Regions from separate parts of the Rattus norvegicus genome. Here region 1 is linked to region 2. Evidence: chromatin contacts called from public Hi-C data. All regions are on one chromosome and are shown on one strand. The core of a region is the stretch at or near the end of the contact, and the rest is flanking DNA. Distances in the headings are between cores, read along the strand shown. Region 1 overlaps Pik3r1 (phosphoinositide-3-kinase regulatory subunit 1). Region 2 overlaps LOC102556051 (a long non-coding RNA gene).

The links. Hi-C and Micro-C count contacts between places; a contact is called where the count stands out from the background.
Region 1: a Hi-C map of frontal cortex shows a contact between it and region 2, with 2.2 times the contacts expected there. The contact joins two enhancer-like sites. A contact is called at or near these places in 5 of 12 Hi-C or Micro-C datasets (frontal cortex, hepatocytes, kidney and 2 more).

Annotation. Positions count from the first base shown.
Region 1 is chr2:34,626,168-34,632,578 of GRCr8, forward strand. The region is part of intron 7 of Pik3r1 (phosphoinositide-3-kinase regulatory subunit 1); the gene reads right to left. Among named protein-coding and RNA genes, the nearest start is that of Pik3r1, 68 kb to the right of the region's middle. Within about 2 kb of position 2,169, at least 23 of the 93 cell types and tissues checked have an H3K27ac peak or open chromatin away from gene starts, as enhancers often do.
Region 2 is chr2:34,472,314-34,478,753 of GRCr8, forward strand. LOC102556051 (a long non-coding RNA gene) reads left to right here. Exons shown (of 6, transcript XR_010064057.1): 1 at 1-5,680. Among named protein-coding and RNA genes, the nearest start is that of Rpl21l6, 210 kb to the left of the region's middle. Within about 2 kb of position 2,853, at least 3 of the 93 cell types and tissues checked have an H3K27ac peak or open chromatin away from gene starts, as enhancers often do.

The DNA of each region.
Region 1 (6,411 bases), core at 919-3,418, 150 kb after region 2:
CCAAACTAGAGAGGACGGCTTGCAGATAAAGAGGCCGGTGCAGAGAAGTGCATAAATGAAAAACGACTTACTTTGCAGGTTATGCATTTCAACGGTTTCGCTTTGAACTGCCAGTATCCCACCGGGGAAAAAAAATCCAAAGAAGCTGTTCTTCTACCAAGTGGCTCCAGCCCCCGAGGCTCCCCCGCCCGCCCGGTACCGGCAGTAAGGAACCTAGCTGGCAGTGAGCGCGCAAGGCGGGGGCGCGCGACTCTCAGCCCGGCTGCCGGTTCCCCTGGGCTAGGCTGCAGCGGGTCCCTCCGCCCCGCGCCCCGCCCCGGCAGCAAGTCCCCGGCTCCGCGAGCAGAGCTCCCCTGGGTCGCGCTACTGCAAGGGGGAAGAAAGGAGCCCCGGCGGGCGCTCGCACGTCTCGCTCAGATAAAGATCGCGGCTTCATGATTAACTCGGGCAGGTTCAAATATTTGCTGAGCTAAGGATTTTGGGAGGGGGAGGGGCACCCAAGTCAAAGTCAAAGTTGTCATCGGGCTGACAAGTGGCCGAGGCAAGACTAACTTGCTCATTTTCACCCGGGAAATGAGAAAGGCATTGTAAGGGGGTGCTGAAAATAGTCCTCCCTGGTGGCCACGGTGCCTGTAATGTGCTGGCAGCCCCCGCTCCGGGGGCTCAAGTGGGCCGCAGTGAAGCAGCACAGGAAGTAATCCACCTAGTTCAGCAAAAAATAGAATCAAAGACGCGCTTGTGAAGGCCTGAACCTCTCAGAACAGCTTAGGACAGGGTGCCTTGCTCTCACGTCCTCCTCCTCCCACGCACTGGCACAGTCTGCCCCGCAGGTGTAACAGGAAAGCCCTTCACATAGCTCATCGTATGCTGGCTGGCAGCCCCAGGAGGGCATCTTCTATGCAAGTCCAAATCTTTAAGGGGTCAACTTCAGCTCACCTTCAAATGGCCCTAGGACTTTCTAATCGGACAATCTAGAGTTGTGTCTGCACTGGGTTAACTGCTGGCTGTGCTAGGCAAAGGGACAGAGAAGGGCGTGTTCTCCCGACTTGGGGATTCTAGTCTTTTATTTGAGAAAGTTGCAGATAACTTTCTGAGTTTATGATTGCTAGCTGGACAGGAAAGAAATCAAGTCTTTTCCTGGGAAATGTTCACATGGCATCTACCCAAAAGCCCCGACTTCAATCTTTTGAGCCATTAACGAAAGGAAATCACAAAAGCCCCAAACCTCAACATGACAGTAATTTAGAGATCATTACTTAGTAATTCCTTCATACTATTGGGGGAAGGGGGCTTCACAAAAAGAATTCAACCTTTAGACTTTTGGTCCTAAACTCCATTCTCAGCCCACAGGCCCTATTCTTTGCTTTTCTTGGTATGGAAAGAAAGAACTAACAAACTGAATTTACTTTCTTTTAGCCTACACTGAAAAGAAAAACAAAAACCCTCACACCTATAACAAAACCCTGGCTTTCTTGTTTTCTTCTTTTAGCTTAAGAAGAAAAAAAAAAAGCTGCCTTCTTATTTTCATGCATTTCCCTGCTTTCAAAAGAGTTTCTCTGGAAGAAACATCAGACACATTGGCTTCTCATGCATACCTGTCTGGACCTACCTAAGAACCTTCTAGAAGATTAAAATGTAAATCTGACAGTCTATTTTGTCTCAGATCAAAAGTATCTACCGTAAAGCCGTATATAGCAGGAAAGATTCCAAATACCCACAGACATGTTGTTTTAGACAAATTCCTCATGATATGTAAAATCACCTACCACAGAGGCTCTCTTATGAACGTTAACTGCAAGCGCGAGCAGACTCTTTCCCCACTGATACAGACACATGCTCTTTATTAGTTTAAGGAGGGAGCCCTCTGCTGGCAAAACTGAGTAAATCACGCCTGCTTAGGAGAAAACCACCAACTTCCAGTTTCACCTTCTCTGTATCCAAAAGGCCCTACAAATTAATAAAACATAATTATAGATAGCTTATAACCATACATGATTCACTACTAAACCAAAGGCACAGATGTCACAGTGCCTAGGAATTAATTCCCATTTGGCTAATAAGCCCCTTTAAGAAACGCTGGCTTTCTTGGTGTCCTATTTATCTGGGGCTGCTGAGACCCATTGCATACAATATGACTCACTTATTCATCTGGATGCTTCAAGCCAGTGAGCATCCCCTTGCCGAGGGCTTTGTACAACGTGCTTCAGAGACAAAGACAGGCCAGGACTGTACTTTTCAGTAGATTGCAGCTAGCCAGGAAATGCCCCTGCTCGTTAACATGTGTTTCTCAGTTCTGTGGCATGCTGTCTGCTCTAAACAAGACCTCTTCAGGCCACCGCGGGAGACCTGAAAGGCTTGCTGCTTCTCAGAGACTTGCATGCATCACTGTCAATGAACAAAAACTAGGGAAATCAGGTGTGTGTTGGGGGGGGGGGTGAATTATCCAAAGTTACCCACGGTTAAAGGAACACGTTCCTTCTTAATTCCAACATGAGACATCTTAGAAAGTAGGGCTCTCCCGGATAGGGCTAATCCATGACTCCAGTGAGCTTAATGAACCCACGGGAAGGAAAAACACCCTTTCCAGTTAATAAACAAACCTAGGCTTGCATAAAAAAAAAAAAAAAAATCCAGACACAGGCTACAGGCTTTCTGCGAAGGCACGCCCACACCCACTGTCTAGCAGACAGAGGAACTCCCCCTCCGACTCCCCAGCACCCATCCCGTGATGTCCATCCCTTCAGAGAAAGCTGTAGCCTGAAAACAAAAGTAAAAACATCGCCTAGCACGTGCCCAGGGTGGCGCTCACAATGCACTTGGGGATCGTGGGTAAACTTTCTAGTTTCCATGAGATGGATCAGGCTCTCCCCCAATACACCTATACCCCTCTTGGGGTCTACATCTATATCGAAGTTTCAATTTTACCTTAGAGACAACTCTCTCGAGTCAGAACATACTTTCAATGCAATGGGAGGAAAAAAAAAAACAAATCAGAGAAAAGTGAAACTCTGAAAGTTATTTCCTTCTGTCTTGGTGTTTGCTTACGTTGTCTACAGCTAAGAACCCAGCCCAAGGTATTTAAAACCAGATGCATGAATTCAGCTCTTCGGGAGGGATGTTTTGCAATGCACCAGCAGTTAAAAATTAACCTTGACAGGTGTAGGAGAGCAGGGGGAGAAGGAGTCACTTCTCTTCCAGGCTTGACGGTGCAATATTAGACTCCAATTATGATATATTACTGTTTCTGAATACATCCATGAAATCCAAAACATGGATTCAGAGGCACCCTGTGTTTGCTGGACCTGTTCCTACTGCAGCTGCCCTGTAGACATCAGCTCGGCTCCCCACGTCTGAGGAGTGTAAGGAATTCCAGAAAACCCGCTACTCAGCCTCAAACAATGAAGCCTTCCCGACCACAGGGGATGAACGGCAAGCTAAGAGAGCTCTGAAAATACACTATCCCCATCACCTGTCCACTGTGCCTCCATCCATAAAAGCAAGGGATCTTTACCTCAAAGGATCTTTACCTCAAAGGGCTGCTGGATACAGGAAATAGGTTAGTTGGCTTCTAAGATTTCTTTGAAAACCAAACAGTTTATCAGCGTCTGGGTATATTTGGAGAATTAGTAGACTGTGCCCATATCTCTAATTGGAATGAATCAAAATGAGGAATAGCCTCTGTCTTTGCTTCTTAGAAATGTAGTTGAACCAATTACACCAACGGTTTAAAAAAAAAAAAAAAAAAAGCAAGCAAATGAAAACAACAACAAAAACCCACAGGGCAGCTAAAGATAAGGGAACGGGGTCTGAAGAACACCCACAGTGAATGGACCAGGTTAGCCTGCACAGAAAGCTCACCAGGGCAGACTGGGACACAGATAAAGTGAATGGCACTGGGAACGTTGTGTACAGTTGTACATTCTGTGCACTGCGCAAAGGCACACTGGCAAGGTGACAGAGGGAGTGGCGCTGACATCCAGGCCACTCCACCCACCAAGACACACAGTTTATTCAATCCTAACAACCCAGGGAGAGAGGCTCAACTTTCCTTCCACTGTCCATCTCAAACAGTCCACATGGTGCTGTGGCCCTTTGCTGCATATGGCCCCTGGGATCTTCTCTCATTATTAGCTCACAACATTCGGAAGGCCTTTTCATTAGACGCTGAAAGCAGGCCCAGGATTCCTAATGGTTCCAACAATGGAGGCATTGGTGATCTGCAGATGGGACAGGCTGGACCCAAAGGTAGCTTCTGGGCAGATTCAGGTATGGCGAACACTAGTCAAGCAGCATAGAGCAAACCTCTCAGCTCTGTTTCTTCAAAGCCTTATAACACTTAAAATGTGGCCTTGTGTTGGCGCCAGCTTGGAGAAACACATTAAGAGATGGTGATACACAAATGCCCTAGAAAGTACACACACCCTGTAGGGCACAGTCTGCAACACCTCGATTTGCTGTCTGCCAGCAAACCAAAATGCTATTTTCCTTTTCCTTCCCCAGTTAAAATCGGACCTGCTTTTCAAGGCCCTTTTCAGGATGTACTCTTCCCTAAGCTTACCTACTTACTCAATTACCCCCAAAAAGTCACCAACAGTGCCTCTAAGGCTCTGCTTCTCTTGGGAGAAGTGCACTCCCAGCTAGTCTTTAGACACTATGTCTTAACAGGCCTTATTTAAGTTGATAGTGTGCCTCAGACGTCAGCCTTATCATTCCAAGTACTACCTGGTAACAGCCCAGAGAAGACGCCTATCTACCCTTCAACAAACACGTCCTTGTAGCCCACACTTAAGGATCCCTTCAACGACTCCTTTCAGAGCAGGAGTCTCTATCAATGACTGGTTTATGAGCCTTCATTTGAGATGCTCTGGAGCTGAACTTCCAAAGCCCTCGGGGACTCTTGCATGCCGAGCTAGCAATGAGGACCTCTGGGAAGACATTACATTCTCACTGTGGTCCCACACTCCAACCCCCCTGCCTGGGGATGCCGAGCCAATCAATCACTGCACTGGAGCTGTCCTAGAGCCCAAAGGTGATTCAGTAGGAAAGGCACCTTCTTTTACCCTCTTGCGGGTGGAGAGTGAAATGTTTTCACAGGTGAGAGACACCGAAGCGTCCATTTCGTCCCATGGGGCCTACAGAGTGCTCAGCACGGCTGAGAAATATCACGAGAAGTGAAAATGGCTCACGGAGGGCTTAAGGATCATTTGGATTTAATTCTCCCCACCCCACCCCCTTCTTTTTTTGAAGAGGCTGCACAAGGGCTAGGACAATCCAGTACGTTCAAATCTCTGCCTTTCTTTCCTCAGCGGAGCTGACGGAACTAATCTTCCTTTCAAATTAGTACCCAACTCTGTGCAGGGCCACTGGAGTCCGCTCCTGTGTATCAGGCCGCATTATGAAAATGGCTGCTGCTGATACATGCTCGCTTTTGTAAGTCGGCCTTACAGAAGACATTTAATCCATTTATATTAGACTACAGTGGCGACCTCCCCGCAAACCCCCAGACAAATAAGCCCTTAGTAATCAATTCGTTTGTAAAAGTCCCGTCTGGCTTTGGGCTTCCGTGTATATTCCCCATGAGGCCAGTGGGTGTCCCTAAGAAGACTGTGATGACGGACTCCTCAGATTCCACGTCCCCACCCCATCCCCACTCCTCACCCCTCACCACCCCAAGTCCTTCAGCCCCAAACAAAGCTCCGCTGTGCCTCCTCTCCAAACAAGTAGCTAAAATGCGAGCAGGAGGAAGTGAACAGTTGCAGCTCGGCCCTTTGTTTGGCTCAGGGCCTGGCTATTCTTGGTGCCCATCTTCCTTCCTAGCCCATGTGGTTAGCCTCTGGGTAGGCAATCTCTAGGGCTCACAGCCACATCCATGCCTCCATGGGCATTTGGCCCCATTAAAGTCAAAAGCAGCTCCTGAGCATAACCCGGTGCTCCCGAATCCATTATCCGGTAAATTTAGTGTCATATGGGGTGATGATGGTCTTGGCCTCAAATCCCAAGCTAGGCTGAGGTTCCCCGATGTCTATAGCTACGGGCACCCCTGTGAAATGCTGCTTGCTATGGTTTGGAACCTTTGGAGTGTACCATGCATCTGTGATCTCTAGGGACTGGGTTTTGGGCCCATCCACAGAACCTCTCCCCCAGGTCCTGCACATCCCCGGTGCTCAACCAGATGTTTTGAGCCCAAGTCCTGGCCTCTCTCAAGGGGTCTCCATCCAGATTCAAAGAACCACAGCTGGCCACTCGGAAAAGCACAGCAGGATGCTCAGTCCCAGAGGCTGCTCCTACCGCTGTGCTAATTGGTTTCCCATCACAAATAGTAGAAGCAGGGTGCTTCATTTAAAAGCCTGGGCACCAAGGGAGAGTACAAGCAGAACTTAACTCTACAACTATGGGCCCCTGCTAAGGGCT
Region 2 (6,440 bases), core at 1,603-4,102:
CAATGGCCCGGAACCTAAGCGCCATGGTTATTTTGCTTCCTGGGTTGGCGGCTTTCTTCTTTTCAGCCCTTGGAGTTGTTTCTTTGGCTCTGTATGCCAGCTTGTCTGGGAGGCTCATCCTCTTATTATTGGAGCTAGAAGCCCAGAAACTGTGTTTCCTAATACTCTCACCAACAGAGGTCTTGCAGAAGGCTGATAAGCATATGTGTTCGCCTATGAGTTAGGAGGGTCCAGTTCTGGACAAGCTGAAGTGCTGCTCCTCTGCTGAAGAGGGCAGAAGTGTGGGTCTCAGTTGTTATCAGATTTCGCCCTGACTTCCAGACATCTTGCTGTGAATCATCCACACCAGCGTGAGAAGCAGATGTAGCAGCAGCTTTCTGAAGTCTCTGTGCCTTCGTGTAGATCTGAAGCAAACAGCACATGTGAAAGCTCGAGCCTTCTCCTCACCTTCCTTCCCTGACTCCTCCAGGCTCTTCTACAAGTTTTAAATGGGCCCAGCTCCTTGTATTCAATCTCTTTCCTAACTGAACAGCCCAGTGTGCCTTTTGGATTTTCCTACCACTGTACATGAAATCTGAATGAGATTCTGACAGACAGTGAAGTAGTACTTCGTTATATGTATGTGTCTGTATCATCCAATTTTATAAACATCTGGAAATCTTCTCCTTAAAGTTTGGAACAAAAAAATATATGCAATACAGCCTAGAAGCCAATGAAGAACACAAAGTGGAAAGAAACAATGAGGAGGAAGTAAGAAGTACAGTTAAGGTCTCGGATTTAAGAGAGTTTAGTACTAGCCAAGGAAACATTTTATAGGTAGACTCATTAGACTCAAGAAACAAGCAAGAGGTGCCTGGTTACATATGAGCTGCAGATAAATAATATAACAAGAAGAGGAATAGTCTGGAGAAGATGTTCCTGTCTTAATATTTGATGCCTGCAAATAGATTACCTTACTTGGCAAATGAAACTCTTGAGTGGTAACGGGTCTACACTGAGAGACAGGGCGAGTGTTTTGAAGTATACAGGGAGTCCTAGGTATACAACTGAGTCGTCAGGAATGACAAACTTTAGCCAGCTATAGTCAGGAGAGGTGGCTGGGGATGAAGTACGTGGCTGGCTAGAAGGCAGAGGAGGAGCCCATGAAGCAAGGATATCGGTGGCTTTAGACGCTGTAAAAGAAAAGATAATGAGTGTTCCCCTGCAGTCTCCAAAATTGAGAGTAGCTCCAGCAACACTGGGATCACAGCCCACTAAGATCCCTGTCAAACGTTCTAAACAACAGACCTGGAAGTTAATGTTGTTACAAGCCACTCAATGTATGATGACTTGCCCCGGGAACAGTGGATAGCCAATAGAAACAGCTGATGATTTTAGTATAAATGTGGCCATAAGGTATTTGGAATATATGCTTACTGAGAATTGCTTCTATTGTGATGTAAAAATTACCTGAGCTCTGCCTTTTGCCCTGGAGCTTGTTTTATTGAAAAGTAGGATCCTGGAGCTCTCCCACATCTCGATACCCATCCCTTCATCCTTCTATCAGTGGTCAACCCTTCGCATGTGTCAGGCTCGGGAATCAACACAATGCCTACTTAATTTCATTGACCCCTCCCAAATCCTGTGTGTGCAGGTCGTTCTGTCCATCGTGGATTGTGGTTGATGAGTCTATGAAAGGTTAGACTGTCTGTTCAAGGCCCAACAGGTACTGGAGCAATTGTTGGGGTAGGCTGGGTCTGATCCCAGAATCCACATTATTATCATCTTGATCTTGTACCTGTTTCATTGCTAGAGCCCCCAAAGCCTTTCCTGTGGCTTCCACACCCACCCACTCTATCACCCAGATCAGTCCTCTGATGTCTGTCCCTCATCTCTCTGATGCCATCAAAATTGTTTCCTCAAAGGTCATCTGGGGCCTCTGAGCTTTATCATTTCTTAGTCACCCTCTCCTTTAGCAAGGGGAGACTTGGGTGTCTTTCTTGCTACCTCTACATATGAGGCTTTTGTGGTGAAAAGCTGATCCTCCTCCTTCTGTCTCTATGGGTATTTTTGCTGTTTTCGTTTCTACTTACTCACGTGTGTGTATGTGTGTGTGGGTGTGTGTAAGTAAGTGTGTATATGTGTGTGTATATGTGGGGGTGGGGGTGTATGTATGTGTGTACATGTATATGAACATGTGAATGTGTATATGTGTGTGTATGTGTGTGCATGTGTGTGGCATATTGTGTGGGGTGTATGTGTGTGTGTATATATGTACGTGTGTGTGAGCATGTGAATGTGTATGTGTATATGTGTATGTGAATATATGTGTGTATATATGGGTGGGATGTGTGCGTGCATGAATGTGCATGTGTCTGTATGTGTATATGTGTATGTGAATGTATGTGGGGATGTATGTGTGTGTGTATGAGCATGCATGTGTGTGTATATGTGTACACATGTGAGTGTATATGGTATATGGTATATGTGTGTTTGAATGTATTGTATGGGGGTGTGTGGGAATGCATTCATGTATGTGCATGTGTATGTGTGTATGTGTATACATGTGTGTGTGTGAATGTATGTATAGGGGGCTATATTTCTGTGTACAAGTGTGTGTTTGTGTTCATGGGTGTGTTTGCGTGTGTGTGTGTGTGTGTGTGCATGTGTGTGTTGCTGAAGATTGACCCCAGAAGAACCCTTTGCTTACCAGGGTTGCTCTACCACCCTACTCCACCCACCTCCCCTGCCATTCTCATGCCTAAGGATTGTAGAGTGTGTCTGAGTTCTATTCTTCCTCAGCCCTATTTCTTCATTTCAGCACTCTGTTCAAGATCTCGTTCATGGTTAAAGTTTCAGCTTTCTCTCTGCTCAGGATCCCCAGCTCAGAGGTGAACTACAAACAACCTCTTCTGGTCTCAGCAGACACCATCTTGGTGGCACATCTGGGAGTTGTTACAGATGTCTGGGCCCTACCATAAAACAGGCCCACTCATGCTGGGATAGGACCTCAGAGTGGTAGTTTCCTTGGCTGCACTTATAAATCAGCACCAACTTGGTGGCCTGAATGAACACAAATGTATGCTCCTTATAGTTTGTAGGCCAGAATTATTAAATGGAGTTCACTGGGCTTAAATTTAGATGCCACTCCTCCTGGCGGCTATAGTGGAGAATCCATCTGTTCGCCTCCTTTTTATTTGGAGAGCTGCCCTGTTCCTCCTGGTCCTTTTTGGCATATCATACCGCCTTTTATCTTTATCCTTCTCTGGTCACATTGTGTTCTCTCTCTCTCTTTCTCTCTCTCCCTCTACCTCTCTCTCTCTCTTTCTCTCTCTCTCTCTCTCTCTCCATTTTTCCCTCCCTCCTTCCCTTTTCTCTCTCCCTTCTGTACATCCAGTCACATTGCTCCCCCTCCTTCTCTCTCCCCTTCTTTCCCTCCCTCTCTCCCTCCCTCCTTTTTCTCTGTCCCTTCTGTACATCCTCTCGCCTCTCTCCCCTAAGGCACATTTTCACCTCATTTGGATCCTCCCTGGAAAACTCAGGATGGTCTCTCCAGCTGAACAGTCTAAGGAACATCGTCTCCTTCTCTCTGTCGTTCAGACCATCCTCACCACTGGTTCTTGGATAAGCCTCCACTATCCATCCTTACGGACACTATCAGCTCAGTCTGCCAGGAAAGTCACCCCAAGGCAAGCTTGAGAACTTCTTGTGACAGAGTGAACCTCTTCAGGTCTCTTGGCTCTGGTTTGCCCTGCATATCATTGTTTTGAACATGCCACTTGTTACAATGGGCTCCTGGTGAAAACTCCACCAAATCCCCCCTCTCTCTTCAGAACATGTCACAAGTCCAGTGCACATAGATAGAGGGCTCCTAGTTTATCAAGTGAGGCCACCTGCTCTTCTGCACATCTGTTTCGTTTCTGTATATTGATTTTCTTAGAATATGCCTGGTACTGTGATTGGCTTCTTGGCTTGGTACTGTCACAGTCATGTGAACTTTTCCTCACCATGCTGTACTTTCTGGCCTCTTACCCTTGAGCACGTTGCCTTGTTTGCCTTAGCTGCAATACCCGACTACCCCCAGAGGGTGACCTTTACAACAGAAATGGCTTGAAATCTGAAATCCAGGTGTCAGCAAGGCTGGGTTCCTTTGAGGCTATGGGGGAAGGGTATTGTCTTGGTTAGGGTTTTACTGCTATGAACAGACCCCCATGACCAAGGCAAGTCTTATAAAGGACATTTAATTGGGGCTGGTTTATAGGTTCAGAGGGTCAGTTCATTATTATCAAGGTGGGAGCATGGCAGCCTCTAGGCAGGCATGGTGTAGGCAGAGCTGAGAGTTCTATATCTCAATCTGAAGTCTGTTAGTGGAAGGCTGACTGTCAGGCACTTAGTATGAGGGTCGCAAAGCCCACATCCACAGTGATACACCTACTTCAACATTGCCACACCCACTCCAGTTGGGCCACACCTCCTAATATTGCCACTCCCTGGTCCAAGCTTATTCAAACCATCACAGGAACGATCTGTCCATGGTATCACTTACTCCTTGGCTTTTGGGTACCTGTTTCCTTCCATAGCCCTTCAGATCACATTTCTTCTGCGTGTATCTGTCAGCAAAATTTTCCTTCCTTAAGGATACATTGTACATTAGAGTTAGGGCCAACCTTGATAGACTCATTCTTTAACTTGGACATTTTCAAAAAAAATGGTATTGTTATACAAGGTCTCACCCTGAGCTGTTAAGAGTTAGGAATCCAATATGTGAAGTTGGGAGGCACACAGTTCAATCCGTAACACTAGCTACTCATGGTTCTATTTGGTTTCTGAAGTGTTTGGCCCCCTCTGCTCTGAAGGCTGAGGGCCCCTCTCTCTCCTGAACAACATAACCATATTTGTACATTCACTTGGAAAATCGACAAACTAAACTGGGATGGTATTTCTTTGAGCAATAACATGTACGTGTCACATAAGCATGTGTCTTTCCCAAATAGAACCAAAGCTTTGGAGGTAGCTATGTGACTATCTCACGCCATGCATGCTGCCTGGGATATATATCTTCGATATCTATTAATGATTTAATTTCAGGAAATTTGAGAGTTTAGTTTGGAGAAGTGAGCAGTGACCACGGAGATCATAGAAAATTATCTGCTCTTTATAGCTTTGGATGAAGGCTACCTTCTTTGCTTTTATTTGGAGGAGGAGTGCGTGCTTTACGAGATAGGTTCTTGTGTGTCATCTGTGCTAGCCTCAAACTTACAAGGATCCTTCAGCCTCAGCCTCCCGAGGGCTAGGATTATATCCTGGACTTCCGTGTCAAGGTTTCTGTGATGCCTTTGTTGGAGAGACTGTAAGAGAATATTTTCAAGTGGCCGTCATGAAACACTGGGAGCAAACCAAAGCAAAGGGGGAGAGAGAGCAAGAGGTAAAGCAGATCCCTGGATACTCAAATGAGTTAGTCCAGAAACGGAGTGAGGCTTGGCTGATGGCATTTCGACATCCCCACCTTTGCCACCGCCAGCCCTGTATACATCAGGGAGAGCCTGCTGCTTGAAGGGCTTATCAAGCTGACCCAGCCATCCTGAGTCAGAAACTGCCAACATCTTCCTGGGTGGCTTTGCATCGGCCTCTTCTTGCTTTCCCTTAGTCGTCAGCTGCCAAGCTCAGAGTCTCCAGTTACTTCCGCTCTGACAGTACACAGGTACATGATTAGACATAAAGGACTATTTGTGGGGTGTGTGTGTGTGTGTGTGTGTGTGTGTAGGGAAGCATTGCCTTCATAACACTGAAGGAGGGTCTTCGCGTACATTACAGGTTCTAGAACACCCAGTATCATCCCTCTGAGGAGGAATGCATCCAAGCCTTTCAGATGAGAGACTCGAACCAGATGCTATTCAAAACAAGCAAATACCCTCCTTTACACTAGAACAGTCTGAAACTTTCAGCACCAGTACTTCTGTCTACTTCATGTAGATCGATCACTGCTTAGTCCTTACTGCTCCCCGCACAAGTCTCTCCGGTGGCTATGAGACTTTACCACTTGTATGGGACATTCCTAGTCTCCAGTTCCGGTTTCTTTTGTTTCAACTTCATTTCTATCCCTCAGGCCTGGGCCGCACCAGCTGTCTCTTCCTGGTGCCGAGGCTGGGAGACACAGGAGGCTGCTCTAGCTTCGCCCCACCTTTTCCATAGGCGGGGCATTCCATGGCTCTTTTAGCTCAGTGACCCCCGCCATTTTCACACCCTCCCTCACGGATCCTAGGACCCAGGAATGGCTACCTCCTCTGTTGCCATTCTTGAATGCCTACCAAGTATTATGTTAATCTGCTGCTTTCGAACTGCAGCTGCTGCGTCCAGAGAAGGAAGAAAACCCTGGGGCCTCAGATGCTTCTGTGAGTGGGTTGCTCTCCCCTCTCAGAACTCAAGAGTGTGGGGTCAGGCTCACAGCCTTTCTGGAGCAG